Linked DNA regions of Macaca mulatta: region 1 is linked to region 2. The links are chromatin contacts, called in public Hi-C maps. All regions are on one chromosome and are shown on one strand. The core of a region is the stretch at or near the end of the contact, and the rest is flanking DNA. Distances in the headings are between cores, read along the strand shown. Region 1 holds the start of CPEB2 (cytoplasmic polyadenylation element binding protein 2). Region 2 has its middle 630 kb from the start of BOD1L1.

What was found. Hi-C and Micro-C count contacts between places; a contact is called where the count stands out from the background.
Region 1: a Hi-C map of fetal cortex germinal zone shows a contact between it and region 2, with 3 times the contacts expected there. The contact joins the promoter of CPEB2 here to the enhancer-like site in region 2. A contact is called at or near these places in 2 of 14 Hi-C or Micro-C datasets (fetal cortex germinal zone and fetal cortical plate).

The regions. Positions count from the first base shown.
Region 1 is chr5:14,060,465-14,065,460 of T2T-MMU8v2.0, reverse strand. It overlaps CPEB2 (cytoplasmic polyadenylation element binding protein 2), which reads right to left and starts at 2,896. Exons shown (of 9, transcript XM_078003166.1): 1 at 1,008-2,896. The coding sequence starts at 2,675. It overlaps LOC114678133 (a long non-coding RNA gene), which reads left to right and starts at 1,603. Exons shown (of 11, transcript XR_003729400.2): 1 at 1,603-1,691; 2 at 3,659-3,766.
Region 2 is chr5:13,324,356-13,329,208 of T2T-MMU8v2.0, reverse strand. No RefSeq gene overlaps it. Among named protein-coding and RNA genes, the nearest start is that of BOD1L1, 630 kb to the right of the region's middle. Within about 2 kb of position 1,843, at least 4 of the 40 cell types and tissues checked have an H3K27ac peak or open chromatin away from gene starts, as enhancers often do. A contact at or near this core is called in fetal cortex germinal zone and fetal cortical plate, where this site is marked.

The sequences.
Region 1 (4,996 bases), core at 1,647-4,146, 740 kb before region 2:
AATATTCCCTTGCAGAAGGTTAAGGCAACCAAAAAATGTACCGAGAGTCTACAAGGAAACACTAATCCCAGATCCAAGTTCAGTTTTGTCTTAAAACCCACAAAACATGACACCAACATTGAAAAGCACAGAAACTAAGACAATCGTGGGGTATCTCGGTTTGAACTCGAGCCGTCACTAACAGTTTCTTCTTCCCAGTCCTGTAAGCCGAGGAGGCGACACCGCGGGAACCAGGTCCTGCGAGGAGCGCGGTCAGCCGCTCCCTCCCCACTCGCCGGTGGCCCAGGGTGCGGCGCTGCCGGCAGGTTGACCGGACGGAGCTTTGCGAGCGGCTCGACGGACCGCCGGGCGTGCTGCGGCTTCAAGGCGAGATCCCCGCCGGCCAATTAAGAATAAACAAACTCCAAAGAAAAAAAGCCTTTCCGCCTTCCCTCATTGGACGGTAGGACAGAGTCAAGGGCTCCCCCGCACGCACCTTCTCCAACAATCATTTTCCTCCTGCCCAAGTTCACTTTCCACGGCCGCTCTTCCAAGGCCCCTGGCCCGCCCCCGGTCCTCGCCGCGCCTCCCCGAGTCAGGGGCCCGGGGCGGCGGCCCTCCAGGCTCAGGGCACCGGGTGGAGCCCGGGATGCGCCAGCTAGGAGGGTCAGGGAGAGACGCCGCGCCCGGCAGCCCGCGGCCACGGCGCTATTCAGCCCCTGCCCCAGCCCCCACCGCTGCGCCGGGACATTCGAGGGGCGCCCGGCCAGCCGCGGCTCCCAGCGCGAACTCGTCTCCCACGCCCCCGCAGCCCACGGTGGCTACTGCCTTCCCACCCCGCCGGGGGCTGGGGTTCCGAGTCCTGTCACGGTCGTCCGCCCTCTCAGTCCTACTCTCACTTGCGCAAGTGGCCCCGTCGCGGCTTCTCTCGGGGCTAAGATCGGGTCCCCGGCCTCCCCGCCGCCGCCTCCGTCCCCCGCCCGCAGTCTCCCGGTCCCGCGGCGCGGCCATGCCGCCGCCCGCCGTACCTGGTGGTGGTTATAGGAGTTCCTCTGCTGCAGGAAGGCGGCGGCCGCCGCCTGGTGCTGCTGCTGGAGCTGCGGGCTGACGGGCGACCTCCGGCTCTGAGGCTGCTGCGGCGCCGCGGGCGGCGGGGGCTGCTGTTGAGGTAAATTCATGGCGGGCGGCGGCGGAGGGGGCACAGCGGTAGCCGAGAAGGGGCCGCCGAAGCCGCCGCCGCCGCCGCCGCTCGTCGGCACGCTGAGCCCAGTGCAGCCGTGCGGCGACACGGGCGAGAAGCTCGGGAAGAAGGCCGGGTTCATGGACGACGGCAGCCCGGGGTAGAAGCCGTTCTCTGAGTCGGGGCTGGGCGGCGGCATGGCGCTGAGCGAGCCGCCGCCGCCGCCGCCGCCCGGGGTGGTGGCCGACGAGCCGGGCGGCTGCGGCTGCGGCTGGGGCGTCTGCTGGGGTGGCGGCTGCTGCTGCTGCGGCTGGGTCGGCGGCGGCTGCTGGGGCTGGGGTGGCGGGGACGCGGTCTGCACCGACCAGGGGGTGCCGAAGCCGGGCAGCGGCGGCGGCGACGCGGAGCCGCCTCCCCCTCCGCCTCCTGGGGGCCCCCCGCCCCCGCCGCCGCCGCCGCCGCCCGGGTGTGGAAGGTCCGGGCTCTGCAGGCTGCTGAAGGCGCCCGCGCCAAGCGCACCGCCGGGCAGGAGGTTACTGGGACTGTTGAGCAGAGGGTGGTTGGGGGACTCCATGGAGCCCGGCGCGGGGTTCACCGGCGGCGTCGAGGAGGCCAAGCCCGCATTGGGGGACTCGGCGGCGCTGCCCTCGCCCGGGGCTGGGGTCTTGCGAGGGCTGCCCGAGCCTCCGTGGCGGCGCCGCGGGGCTGCGGGCGGCGAGGGAGGGAGCTGCGGGAGCGGGGGCAGGTCGGCCGGACGCTGCCGCGGGGCGAAGTCCTGCGGCGAGAGGTGCTGCGGGTGCGGGAGGCTGAACTGCTGCGGCGGCTGTTGCTGCTGGCGCTGACCAAGCTGCGCCGGCTGGAGGAGCGGGCCGGCCGGCGGCGGCGGGCTGAACCGACCGGGGCAGTGGAGCGGCGGAGGCGGCGGCGGCGGCGGCTTCGAGTCCGGAGGGTGGGGAAGGTGGGGAGGGCTGAACTCTTTCCTCTTCTGGCTGCTCAGCTGCTGCTGCTGCCGCTTACTGAAGTCCTGCGGGGAGGAGGTGCGGCAGCAGCAGCAGGAGGAGGCGGAGGAGGAGGAGGGGTGGTGCAGACTCGGTTTGAAGTCCTGGGAGGGGAGGAGGTGGGTCACACCCGCGATCGTGCCGCCGCCGGGGTGGTGGTTGGGGAGTTTCTCCGTGGCCGCCGCCCCCGAAAGCGGCCGCGCCGGCTGCTGTGTCAGCCCCAGCAGCAGCTCATCCTGCATGGTCTGCTGATGCGCCAGGAACGGGGAGGAAGAGGAAGCGGCGGCGGCCGGGCTGCCCGCGCCGCCGCCGAGGGGGATGGAGAAGGGGGAGGCGGCCTCTAAGAAGCCGGTGACAGGCAACGGTGGTGGCGACAGCGGGCCGAAGGGCGTGGCGGAGGGCAGCGGGTTGGCGGACCCCACGGCGTAGGGACCGTACGCCTCGCCGCTGAACAGGGGCCCGGGGCTGCTGCTTCGAAGCGGGGCGGTCTGCAGCACCCCAAACCCGAAATCCCTCATTTATCTGGCCGCCGGCAGCGGGAGGAGACGCTCCTCGTCCCCTGCCCCACCTAGGAAGCCGCCGGCGCTGGGGCTGCGCGGCCGTGGTGGAAGGAGGAGGAGTCAGTGAGAGAGGGACACCGTGACTGAGCCGGGGGCACCGACTACGGCCCCACCACCCCTCGCGGCGATCGCCGCCGCCGCCACCTCCCGAGACCGGCTCGGGCGCCGCCGCCGCTCCCGTCGCCGTCGCCGCCCTGGCCGCTTAAGAACCCCGGAACGTGCGTCAGCGCCACCTCACAATCGCGCCGCCCCCCGCGGTGCGTCCCGGCACGCGCGGGCGCGAGGCCACCGCACCCCCGTCGCCCCTCCCCGCCCCTCATTAATATGCAGACGCAGCCGGGGGCGCGCTCGCGCTCCCGGGAGGGCGGGAGCGAGCGGCGCGTCTCCTCGGGCCTCTCCGCTCCCGGGGAAATGGAAAGGCCCGTTGGGGCGGGGGTCGGCTGGCTGACAGAGGTCGGAGCTCGGGGTGGGCGCGCGCACGAGGGCAAGCACGCGCCTGGGAGGGAGGGACGGTTCCTGGGCAACGGCCCCTCCCTGGCGCGGGATCGGCGCAGAACCTGCCCGGGTCGCACGCGTCTCCGCCCCTCGCGGTGCCTCCTCCTTCCTGTCACCTCGGTTCCGCCCTAAGTGAGGAGAAACCCTGCCGCACCACTCGGGCTTCCCAGGGCGGGGCTGCCCCGTGGGGGAAACTGAGGCCCGGGACCTCGACCAGCGCCTGCGCCGTGCGAGCCCGCGTAGAAATAGGTGCCCGAGGACCCCAGCGCAATGCGAGAGCCCGGCGCAGCCCGGGGGGTCCTGTGGTGAACTCGCATCTGGGCTCTGCAGGCTTGAAGTCCGCTGAGCGCCTGGCGCCTCGCCCCGCACCTCTAGACCCCGAATGCCGGGTCTAGGACCCCCTCGTCGCCCTAGGAAGCTCCCTCTAAGCTTGTTTCTGTTTGTAGGCGCTGGTAGGGGTGCTGTCACCGACATCCTATAGCCGCCGAGAGTGTTTCTGTAGGGTAAACATGAAGCCTCGGAGCCCCGGCTGTATTCCAGGCATTTTCACTTGGGTAAGAAGGAACAAAGTCCCTGGAACAAACACGCTCCGCGTGGTTATTTACACACTCGGATGCGTGGAACGGGTTCCACGGCGAGCTCCCATGGTAACCCCGGGCCAGCTCCGTTTCATAAAAGCGTTTCATGTGCCATCATCAGGGCTGCAGCATGGGACTCCTCCCAACCACATTCATTCTGGCGTCCCCGCCCCTTCCCCCCAGGGAGACTCTAATTTATTCCTAAGCTTTATGAATTTTCAAGGGAGAAATAGTTCTTACATCAGGGAAAAAAAAGGAGGTTCTGACTCAGCAGCAGACTTGTTGAGACTTGCAAAATGGAAGGGAGAGAGCTTTCCAGGGTAGAGCTCTTTAGAAGCGTTAGAGGAGGAACTAATCCTGTGTATTTCCTTTTGTATAGAAACATTTTACATAGAGTATTTGAAGGTCTAGATAAAGAATGACAGAGTGATGCATACAACATGATGAGATGAACTTCATGATCCTGTTTTGTAATTTTAACGTTTTGCTTGATGCTTAGAGAAATGAAACTATTAAATGAATCCTAGAATATAGACTCTTAACCCCCAAAGTAATGGAAGGTAGATTCAGACTTTACTTGATTTTGGTTTACAAGTGAGCTAAGATTAAATATTTAATTTTATAAATTACTATACTTTTACTGATGTAGGCAGAGTGTACATTTTTGTAAGTCCTCATTCTGTATTTGAATTCTACTTCTGTTCAGTGTCTTAAATTTATATAAATCAAAATAAACACGGTAGAAAGAGAGCAATATTGCCCCAGGGAACTGTATTTCGTGTATAATGTTTATCTCTGCTATCCTGTCCAATGAACCAAGTTTTATGTTGCCTTTACAATAAGGAAAAAGTATGTTTTTAAAAACTCATAAATGGTTCAGAATTTGGTCAGGTGAATAGAAAATTGGTTCAACTTATTAATCTCAAAATCACTTTTAACAATCAGGCAAAATGTAGAACTGGAGAAGTACTTTTATTCTAAATTACAATGTCTAGAAAATAACTGGAGCTCAGAATTTAAAATATAAATGGTTATTTTCACAGTACATATTGACATCTTATTCATTTTTTAAAAGGTATTGTGCAGGAAAAAAAACTACTTCTGCAACCAAGGAATGTAAAATCTTAAAAACGGATGAATTTTTTTCCAAGTACAGATGTATTTGATTGGAATCATTTGCAGATCCAACAACAAATCTTGAAATAG
Region 2 (4,853 bases), core at 594-3,093:
AAATAGTATATATGAGACAGCAATATAAAAAGGTAGTAAGAGATCCAGTCCAGGTCAAAATCTCAGCTAGTCTGCTTATTTGCTATGTGAACTTGGATGAAATATTTAACTTCATTATTCCCCTGTTTCTATATATAAATATATAATACTAGAACCTAACTAGATAGTGACTTCTAGTGAGTGCTCTACATATTGTAGCTTTAAAAAAAATATAGCTTCTAAATAAAGTTATATGATGCTGCATTTGGTCATTCAGAATAATCTATAATATTTTGCTGCCTTAGCTTACTCACAAGGTAGATTTTAAGTGAGAAAATATCACAACTATTTATAGGATACAATATCAAGTTTATTGAATGAAGTGAGTATATACGTAAAGTTAAAACATTTTCTAAAATATTAGAAATCTCAAAACAAATTACGTGTGAACTAATGAATGTTTCTGCCATCTCCATCTTATTAACAGAGTCACTGAAAATTAGTGAAGGTTTGTCATATAGTCAAGATATATTTCATATGTTTTATTAATGCATCGTCTCATTACTAATATAGAAATAAATTGCAAAGAAAAAATGTTAGGCTTGAGTAGAGCCTTGGGAATCATCTGGTTTAGCACTATCATCTTAGAAACGGGCTTTTATGGCGAGATGGGAAGTGCCATCTTTAAGTATTTTTGAGGAGGTTCAGCCTTCAGGATCTCTGATGCAGAGAACAGATCCAAATCCATTTCCCTTAGTAAGGCTTTGGATTTTTCAGAAGGCCAAGCATCAGACACCCATTTACAACAGAATAAGAAAGCCCCATTAAAGTAGGAGTGTGTGATATCTACCTCACCCTACACATTTTATAGCTCTCCATTCAACCATGGTTTTCTTCAGTATACAAAACTGAAAAAAAAAAAAAAAAAAAAAAAAAGCACTGGATGATGGTTGCAAAAGCTGTGTACATTTGCAAAAGTTACTTTCCATTTTGATCGTTACTATCAAAATGGGTTGTATAATGATACTCACCTCCCAAGAATGTCGCTGAAAGTCAATTCATGTGGCCAACACAGTGACTGGCACACAGTAGGCCCATTATAAGTGCTCCTTCAATCTTGGTAGGTTTTCACTACATGTTTAATGGAACCTATATTTTGTTGCCCTCTCAAACACCATAATCCTCTCTGAGGTCTTAATGGATACTTCTATGAATGTTCCAAAGCTCTTCACCTGTTCCTCAAAATGGATAGTGGTGGTACATACGGAAGCAACCTTTACTTAACATGCATCAAACATGTACTGAGAGGGTGTCTACCATGGTCTGTATGTCATGGGATGCTCCCTTAGATCTCTGTTCTCAATCATTCATCACTTTACAATTTTGTGTTGTCATTTGTTAACATCCAATTTCTTGATAATAATTATTTTGGAGGGAAACAGAAGTTTCAGACATGGAGAGAAACACTGCATCACTGCACTCACCTTTGAGGGTAAAGCCACTGGAATTGCAGGAATGACGATGCCTTCTTTTTTGTCAAACTCCAAGAACTGGGGTCAAAAAAACTTGCCACATATCCCAGGCCAAGCTGTGTGGAGATTGGTGTTTACATTGTGTGTAAGCACACATAAAATAAATGATGTGGGAAGAAGGTTCACCATCTATTTTAAAATGCTACCTTCTATTTTAGATCAAACATGTACAATTTCTGTTTAGCAATTTCAGCTAATTGTTGGATTAACATTTTGGGGAACAGATTGCAAACTTCAAAATGGAAAAGATCATTTTAGGGAGGGAAGCTAGGCAGCTGTCAGGGAGTCGGAATTAACATACATTTGCATAACAGATGTACAGTAAGGTGTCTATGACAGACAATCACTGAATATTAATGCTACAGACCATGACATCATTTGCGTAAATGCTGTCTGCTGGGTATTGAGGTTGGTGTGCTCTTTGCAGAAGACAAAGGGCCAGAGAATGGAACAGATGCACCCGATACGCCAATGCATCTTAATTTATGACATCCTCATGAAAGACCTTGTGGTGTGATTTCAGATTTTATTACAAATAATTTGGAGATAAAGGAACTAAGTAATTATCTTTTCCCCTACAGTTAGTCTCTCTCAAAGGAGAGGGTTCATTTGTGGACTGCCATTGTGATGCTCTCAGGAGAGTGGCATTAGTTTTATGAAGTGGGGGTGGGGTGCGGAAGAAAAGGAAAGCGTCCCTGAAAGTCAACATTGTGCCTTGAATAGATTTGGCTATTAGCGTGTTGTCAGACACCTGTCACAGATCAACTCACCCCCATACACACACACACTTGAATGAAGCAGCAGGTGATTCCATGGCAGGTTTCAAATGTTTTTTTTTTCCAAAGTGAATTAATGTTGAAGTATAAAACTCATTTTGTCAAGTCAATGTTACGAACATATGTTGAGCTTGTACTGTGTGCAAAGCACTGGGTTTCCTTTCTTTGGTATCTTAATCAATTCTTCACTGTCTTCCAGCCAGTCTCCACTGGACACCCTCTCCAGTAATTACAATCCATGAAACTACTTGCCTTTGTGACCTCTCATTGTATAACTAGCCCCTGATTGGCTAATTTTAAATGTTATGTATTTGATCAATATTTATTGGAGCATATAACAGGTGCCAGACCATGCACTAGGTACTGAATATGTAAAGATCCCGGGAGCTTCTGTCCTAAAGACGCTCACTCCCTAGTGGGAATGACAGTAAATCAGTCAACAAATGTCTATTGAGATGTTACTATGCATTAGACATTGTCAAGGTGTGGAAGCATAGCAGTAAATAAAGCTGACAATCACTGCCCTCAAGTTACAATCTTCCCACTGAGGAAGATAATAAACTGATAACCAAATAAACAGTATGGTATTAGATTCACCGGTAAAATAAGATAACGAGAAAGACAGTGGCAAAGAATGACTGGTAGTGATTAGGGGTGGGGAAGGTCTGTTTTCTTTTCAATCATTAAATACCTCTTTTATTATCTTTTATGACCTGATACCTGAATAATGAGAGGGAGGCAGCTACACAGAGCATCTCAAGCAATATCATTCAAGTAGAAGAAATAGCAAATGAGAAGTTCCTGAAGCTGAGTGCACAAGCATGCATATAATTTGATCAGGAGGAGATAAGTCCTAAGAACTACATTGTTAATAGATGTAATGGATGAGAACAAGGGAGAGAGCCCCTGATTCAACAGCTGTATTGTAGTCAGGTCCGAAGCAGTTGGTAGAAAGAATAGAATTCCACTGAGTCTTTTCATCACTGAAGCCCACAAGTAGGGGAGAGATTGAGTATTCAAAAAAGAGAGCACAGCATATGCAGAGACCTTAGAGAGAGATGCAAAGTGAAACATTTCCTGACAATTGCATTTAGTGTGTATGTAGCTAGATCATAAATTGTATAAAGGAAGTATCAGAATATAAAGCTGTAATTAGGGCATTAGGGTTAGACTGAAAAGAACTCGCGTGTTAAAATACAGTAGTTTTGGTGTAAAGGAGAGGTCACACTTCTGCTTCAGAGTTCTTTTCTGAAGACACTATGGTTGATCTGCTGGAAAGGATAAAACATGCTAAAATGTGTGTCCCCTTCTTAGGGGGTTATCTCTAACCTATGCAGATAAATGAAGCCAATTTGATATAATTCAAATTCCTTTGATTCTCATCACACTGGCTTACCCAGTATCTTTAACGACCCCGAAATCTACCAGGGAGTTGAGAGAGAATGTCCATGCTAATCCATAGCCACCTCTCATTTCCCTTATCAGTATTATTTGTTCACAAGTAGTTCAGAGGACTCATCACTGCCCACATGTACAGTGCTCCCTGAAAGAATGTCAAAGTCTATCCCCGGGCAGAGCGTCTACTGGTATTTCCAACATGGCCTTCCCCGGAAATGCCAGAGTTGAACTGCATTTCCTGGAGCAGAAGTTGAACATTCCAATCTCACATAATGTCACACTTGGCACCAAAGCAGTAACCACCCATGCCTTTCTCTCTCAAGAACTCTCTTGAGTGCTGCTTCCTTAGTGTGTGCTTGAAATATCTCTCTCTCTAAAGTCCCTAATACTAACTAGTGATATGCATTACACACATACTCTGTTCCAAGCTCTGTGCTACCTTCTAAACATGGAGGATATTGTTTCAGCTTCACAACACCCCTGTGGTATAGTATGATCATTTAGTGGATAAGGAACAGAACTCAGAGGGGATTAACTACTTGTCTGGGTCTCACAACCAACAGATGACTGGGCTCAATTTGATATCTATGCAATCTGACTGAAGTGCCCTTGTGTCACTATTGTGCTCTACTGCCTTTCCAAGACCTCAGGGGTGGGCTCATGAAGTTAGAGCAAGAAAAAGGCACCTACTAGTGTTATATTATTTCTCTCTCGTCTTCTGTTACCTATTAAAACCTCTTCCTCCAAATATGAATACTTCATGAGAATCCTTCATTACCATTACATATCCAATGTCATAGTCAGTTTGAGCTGCCATAACAAAAATACCATACACTGTGTGGCTTACACAACAAACGTTAATTTCTTGCAATTGTGGAGGCTGAGAAATCCAAGATCAGTGCACTGGTAGATCTAGTGTCATCTGCTGAGACCCATTCCCTGGTTTATAGACAACCACCTTCTCACTGTGTCCTTACGTGCCCAAAAGAAAGATCATCTCTCTCCCACTTTCTTATAAGAATATAAATTCCATTTCTGAGAGTTTCACCCTCGTGATCTAATTACCTTCTAAAGTCCCCACCTCCAATTATCATCACATTGGGGTTCAATCTTCAACACACAAATTTGATGGGGAAGCCAGGAAATTCAAACTTTCAGGACATGTTAC